Regions from separate parts of the Mus musculus genome. Here region 2 is linked to region 1. Evidence: chromatin contacts called from public Hi-C data. All regions are on one chromosome and are shown on one strand. Each heading gives the region's core, a stretch centred on a gene start, on an enhancer-like site or on the middle of the called end of the contact. The rest is flanking DNA. Distances are from core to core; before and after follow the strand shown. Region 1 overlaps Nrxn3 (neurexin III). Region 2 overlaps Nrxn3 (neurexin III).

Region 1 (3,362 bases), core at 391-2,890:
CTTTTCATGTATCCCTCTACCAAGTAGTCACTCAGAGAACAGTGTTTATGGGCCAGGCGTTGGTCTGTCTACAATATAAGTTAATAAAACATTGGTGTGTTCAGCTTGGGCATGACTCTGTAACTATGTTGATCCCTGTGAAAGACAAGTGCTTCTTCATTGTACAAACTGTGGAGGAAGGTAGGGCCAAATCATTTCATATGAAATCTAAGTGTCCTTTATAAAATTCATATTTTCATTCTCCCGTGACTCAAAATACCCCTCCACCTTGAGTTTTTTTTTTTTTCCATCTTATGCTTGGTTTCCACAATTTAAATAGCAGCTGTGAAAGTGCTGGGTGGTTTAGCTGGGCAGAGCATAGAAATAGGTACAGTGTACTGGTTTTCATCCCATTAATTTTCATTTCCATACAGGTTTTATATTCTTTTCCAAACCATCCTAAGCAGATGTGGTAGTGGCCTCACTGGTGGCAGAGGAACCAGGGAGTCTTGAATGACACTCTGCCACGAGATCCTTTCAGGGCCTAGCCTCTAAAGTTTGCCCAGCATTAGGCTCACTCTGGGCTCCTCTGCTGAGCACATTATGGCGCTGTGCAGCTGCTCTCTCACCACTTTCTCTCTGCCTTCCTTCTTGAGATCGGGAACACTGAATAATTCAGAGTGTTGGTTGACAGATAAAACGATAAGATTTATACGTCGTTGGCCTTGGTGATGAATTAATTAAATTGGTTTCTCCTCTATCCTCGGCATGCATTGTTTTCTGTCTGTAAAATGTGCTTGCTGGTAAGTGGTGGGCTTGGAGATTTGCCTGCTCTTGAAAGATGGTAGGGGAAGATTATAATATCAGAGGATAAATCTTTTCAGGACTGCTAATGTTATTGCCGCCACCACCAGATAGGGTAGAGGTGGGGGAGGGGGGCTGCACTGTTACAGGCAGAAGAGATGAGAAATGCTTAACAATTGCCTTCAGGGCTGAGAGGAAAAGACTGTTTCTAACTACTAGTTCATAGAATCCAGCAGTGAGACTTTACTCCTCGATATCAAAATTTCAGAGGTACCACATTCTATTCTGTAGTTTAGAGCTGATTTATCAGGATTTCAGATATCTCTGGGACCCTGGATAGCCTTGGAGAGACACACATCTCTGAAGGTAACCCATGAGCTTCCCTTCCATATTTGTTTCCTTCTAGCTCAGCTCTGAAGGCTAAGGGTTGAAGATCAGAATGGAAGCAGGCTTAGTCTCTGGGGAGCTGTCTCTGGTTTACATATGGTCATTTCCCTACTGAGTTGCCATCTTGTCTTTTCTCTGTGTGCACCATCACAGGCAGAATTGCTTCCCCTCAACCTCCTTCTCTAAAGACCCATTCAGCTACATTAGGTCCACCCAACAACTTTGTTGTATTTTTGTCATCTCTTTACAGGCTCTAACTCCAAATGGCAGCATTCTGAGTTCCTGTTGAGTGGAGCTTCCATATACCCATTTTGTGGACACAGTGTAATTTTGACATCTCCAGGGTGGGGACTAGTCATCACTCTACCTGTACTGTGTGTTCAGTGAGTTCAGAGTAGACAAGTAAACCCTAGGTGACACTGACAGCAATTTACCAAATCCTAGGATGGTGCCTCGAAAAGAAAAGTCCTATTTACATAAATGGCGAAAACAAAGACAGCAGGTTTACTCAACTTCTGTTTGCCTTCTTGGCTGAGCTTCTGGGCCTGAGTCCAGACACTGATGTGCATAGGACTAACTCTGTCTGACTGCAGACACAGGCTCTGTGCATAGTCTAATGTGAACATTCCAAGGCTTTCTCAGCCAGACCTGTTGCCCTTCCAAGCTATATCCTCAGACCTCTCCTCACTGACTTCTTTAAGACCTATGGCTAATTTCTTGCCACCCTCCCAACACACACAAACACACACACACACACACACACACACACACACACACACACACACACTGCTAGTGCTTCACTTTTCACCTTTAATTGAGGAAAACAGATTAACTACATACAAATACTACATATTTTGGCAGCAAAAAATACTTTAAAAAGTATCATTTTTAATGATTTTCCAGTTGGATTTTATATGAAACTTATTTCTAGATATAAATGTTATATATATCCTGTCTACTTTATCAGTCAAGAGGCTCTAGTGAAATGACTAAGACAACATATTGTTCATTGTAAAGTTGCTATAAATTGGAAGCAAGGTGTTCAATTCTTTTGGAAAATAATTTTCTTCCCTTCCTCTATCCTTCCTTCCTCCCCTATTCCTCCTCCTCTTCCTCCCTTCTCTCCTCTCCCTTCCTTCTCTCCTTCTAGGTTCCCCCACTTCAGATACTTCTTTTTAAAATGAGCCATGAAAGCATGTGTTAATAAAGGTCTCAATGTTGACTGGTAATGGAGTTCAAATGGATGCTGGGACATTAGGAATGGGTGAGGTAAATCAAGGACAAAATTTAGAGTTGAATGTATTGTGAATCAGCCTTTGTTTCTTTTTTTGCCTGGCTGAGAGGCATGTATCTTTAAACCTCAATAGTTGATAGTATGACTTGTCTGCTTTATGCACAAAATTTCCCAGAAGATTAAATTATATACGTGGTCCACATGACTCACATGGGTGGCACATTTTATAAGAAATACAATAATGTCAGGGCCACCTTCTCTCATGGACCTAGGTTTGCTTGCCCACCCACAGGCAGGTTGAAGATGCTGTATTCCTGCTTTCTCCTTATTTCGCTATGGCAACACTGTTGGCCTCTGAAGAACTACTTCATTTGTGCACTAATTTTGGGGAAAATGTAGATGAGAACACCTCCATAAGCATACAGAAATCAAACTGGGATGTGACCTACAGCTATCCCTTTAGGCAGAGATCCATATTGGATAAGTTCTAACCATAGTTAACAAATTGTAACAAGACATGCAGAAGCTCAGAGATCTTGGATAATAAAAGTGATGAAGGCTCTGAGAAGATTCTGAGGCCAAACATTCCTATGTTTGATATGCATTAGGAGGTAAACTAAAAAAAAAATAATTTGACAAACCTATACTTTAGAGTAGGAAATAACTTTTGTTTTTAGGTCAACTGTCTTCAGATATGGAAAGGGAAAACTTATTTTAATGCTGTTTTTCCTTTGTAATTTTACATTTTAGAGATCCGGGGTCATAGAACAGATACTTTCTAGTCTTGATTTAAAGACAGAGTTCTCATGGGGAGAACACTGTAGAATCGGAGAGTTCATTGCAAGTTTTCTTTCTCGCCAGTTCTGTGAACCTGGCGGCCTGTTTATAGTTGTTCCTTTAACTTCTAACCTTTCCGCAAGGTTCTTGATCTTCTAACTTTTCCTATTCTTTCCTCCTA
Region 2 (3,362 bases), core at 621-3,120, 140 kb after region 1:
GTTCTAATTTCAAAATGCCTGTTTTTATATTTGATGCTTATTTTAAAATAAATCTAGCAAGCAACATCACTGGTTAAAGTATTCACAAAGTGTTTACAGCAGAACTTACTGGGTAAATTAGGCACCATATGGCATGACTTAGATGGCTCTAGCTCTTTATTTATAGATACATAGCCCCTTGGTAGTAGGTTGCTAAATCCATATGCTATTCAGGAGAAAAACTTAATATATGGTGACCTTGCTACACCACTGAATAACATAAGGAAATGAACGGAAGTGGAATAAATGCTTAGTATAACCCAACTCTGCTTATTGATGAAAGCAGTTTGTTTTCAAACCAATCAGCAGGAAATCCAGTTCATTTTGCGATGGGTTCCAGGCTTCACATTTTCCTTGTTAGCAGAAATCCCTCTTTAAGGAACCTCATGAACTTTCAAACAGCAATAAAGGTCCTTTCTAGAAGCTTCACCTTTCAGAAGTTAGCAGGGAGAGAGGATCTCTGTATTAGCATCCTGGCCAGCTCTTCCATTTCCTACTTCAAAAATCCCCAGGGAAATAAACAGCTGTCCAAATGAACTGCCAGGAAATAGCCCATGACTATTGGGAGATCTTGGGAAAGGATCAGGACACACCATGTGGATTGAGGCTATAAACATAAGAAAGCCTCTTTAGCCAAAGCCAAGTTTAAATATCCTGTAAATCAGCATAGGGGATGGATGTGCTATTTAAGCCTATTTCCTCTTCCAAATACAGGATCTATATCTTACCAACCTGAATGCCCTTAACCTATTTGTTACTACAATATGTGTTTCCTCCTATTCTTGCTTCTTATCTTCTGAGTCCAGTTGGATGTGAGCAGGGTTCAGGCTGGAAAAAAAATGTGGTAAGAGCATTGCACTTTAGACACCTCTGGAATTATTTTTCTGTGAATTTACCGAGTTCCTGTTTAATGGCCACATAAACAAAGGAAAGTAAGCACGACCATACTAGTGCTGATGAAAGCATCTTATATTTTCAGCAAGTGAAGAGCTCTTGGATGCTCTAAGCCTTGTGCAATGTGTGCTTACATCACTTGGTTGTTCCTAACAGCTTCAGAGCTGAGACATACGAGAGTCTTAGGGAGTCAAGTTCAGTTTACTTTAATTAGGAGACACAAAACTAAGCTAAGAGATTGTTTAAGCTCTGTGCACAAGGAGCTCAAGAATACATATTCCAAAAGAACAGCTTCCTGCACAGCTCAGTACAGTAATGTTTCTACTAAGTCAGATGCTAAATCTATCACTTGTCTATTTGTTGTTTCGTGGGGAAATATACATTTTGTCATCACCTTGGTTACACAAAGATAAGATGGTTTTCTTTGTTGTTGATGGTGGTGGTGAGATTTTTATTTGTTTGTTTGTTTGTTTGTTTGGTCTGTTTTGTTTTGTTTTCTCTGTCGCTAGAACTAGAAGGTTGGCTGTAGGGGTAACTATAGTCCCATGTTATTTTTTCTTTATTCCCACAGATGTGGTCATTTCCATATTCATTAGAAAGAAAAGGCATCATTGTTGGGACATCATATAAAATCCAATCTGCTCATTTCCCCACTTATTCTTTCCTCTCTCATCCTGTTATTTTACTGTCCCTGAAGCCAAGACTTGTCTTTCCCCATCTTCCCTGTTATAGCTGTCAAGAGATCGTTCATTAAAAGCAAGCAGGGGATGCTTCAGACCTTCATGGAGATCAGTGGCAGCCTGAAAGGTCTGAATGCCTGCACACACTTTACATGAAGTTGAGTACTTATGGCACTTCTCCCAGTAGGGAGAGAGATGAGCAGGTGAGGCCAAAAGCGACATCTGTGACTTGCTACCATGGGCTGGCTTTGTGTGCATAATTTCCACTTCAAAGAGTTTGCAGGCTGGTGAGAGTTCATGCGGCTTGTGCCTGTCAGCTAGTCAAAGCTGTGTCTGATACAACTCTGGTAAATGGCAAGTGAGAGATCTTTCGATCTACAGTGTAGATCTTTCGATGCTACAGCAGTTGATGCCCTTGGAGTTTATGGGTCCAACTTCCTCACTACACCAATGAGGAAATTATGAAATGCTTGTGTTTAACTTCTTCATTCCACAATATCCATTCATTTCCTGGGTTGTAAAGGAGGGGAGGGCACAGGCTGATGCAGGGTTAGGCCATGTGGGTTAGGGTAGCAGAAGAACTATGGTTTCCCTTTGCCCCTTCCTGGATCTTACAACTGTTAATATGGACCTAATGGTCTGGCCTAAGGTGGAGCCAGGGTGTTTGTTTGTTTATAGATTTTGAAACAAGGTCTCTGGTAATTCAGTAATGTCCTTGAGGTTGACTGTGTTCTTGTGATTCTCCTGCCTCTGTCTCCCAAATGTCAGGATTACAGGTATGGTCCACAGTACCCACCCCATGTATACTGTGCTGAGAATCAAAGTCAAGGCTTTATACATGTCAGACAATTACCATACCAAGTAGGCATTTATTGAAAACAATAGTAGTAGAAGCTGAATCAATGTTGGATTTAATTCTATAGGATGAATAGGAGTAGGTATCAATATGAGGTCAGGGATACTAAACAAGACAAAACTAAAACACTAATCTAGTTTAGAAGTCTTTCTCTTTACCACAGTAGGCTCATTTTCCAAAAGGAAAGGTGTAATTATTTAAAATATCTCAATAGGGAAAGATTTCCTCATAAAATTCTGAATGAGAAATGATGACCAAAAAAAAAAAAAAAAAGATATCCTTAAGAAAATCCTAGCTATTTCCAAATCTCAACATTGACTACTTCCCAAGAAGAGGTAAACAACTGGTTAATTACCTTCTACTTACCCTAATTTATTTGATTTGCCATGAGCAACAGTTTTCCCTAGAAATCGCCCTCACTGACCTTGGACAACTGAAAAGATGAACAGTAATGGAAATAGAGTCTTCATGTAACAGTCATCTTGTTAAGCCCACGGTCCAGCTCCCAGGGTGTCAGGGAGAGAGGGGGGTGGGGGGAACAGAGAAAACTAGTGGTTCTGTGCTGAGGGAAAATGGATGCAACTCTCTGAGGTAAAGGATAAAAATAAATCCCCAGTATTACTGAAGCATGAGAGTGCCATGAAATAGTGGACCCTGGATCGATACATTACATTATAGCAGAAAAAAAGAAAGAAAAGAATTTTCAGAGTTTATTTATCTAGCTCCTCTGAAATATACTCATGTGACTCACTGCGCTGAAGATGTTGATGTCACTGGGTTTGACTCTTCTACTGCAACCCCCTGGAGAGAGCCCTCTAGGGAAAGGTAGTACCTACATCTCTCTTTTTCTTCTGTTTTTTTTTCCCCTTCGTTTCCTTTCTGCTCATTTTCTC

Evidence for each region. Hi-C and Micro-C count contacts between places; a contact is called where the count stands out from the background.
Region 2: a contact with region 1 is called in a Hi-C map of cerebellum, with 2.4 times the contacts expected there. The contact joins two enhancer-like sites. A contact is called at or near these places in 3 of 484 Hi-C or Micro-C datasets (cerebellar granule neurons, cerebellum and uterus) and 1 of 115 datasets of contacts at active chromatin or transcription factors (embryonic forebrain).

Annotation. Positions count from the first base shown.
Region 1 is chr12:89,816,676-89,820,037 of GRCm38.p6, forward strand. The region is part of intron 14 of Nrxn3 (neurexin III); the gene reads left to right. Among named protein-coding and RNA genes, the nearest start is that of Gm40538, 590 kb to the right of the region's middle. Within about 2 kb of position 1,641, at least 7 of the 459 cell types and tissues checked have an H3K27ac peak or open chromatin away from gene starts, as enhancers often do. A contact at or near this core is called in cerebellar granule neurons and cerebellum, where this site is marked.
Region 2 is chr12:89,952,816-89,956,177 of GRCm38.p6, forward strand. The region is part of intron 14 of Nrxn3 (neurexin III); the gene reads left to right. Among named protein-coding and RNA genes, the nearest start is that of Gm40538, 450 kb to the right of the region's middle. Within about 2 kb of position 1,871, at least 11 of the 459 cell types and tissues checked have an H3K27ac peak or open chromatin away from gene starts, as enhancers often do. A contact at or near this core is called in cerebellar granule neurons and cerebellum, where this site is marked.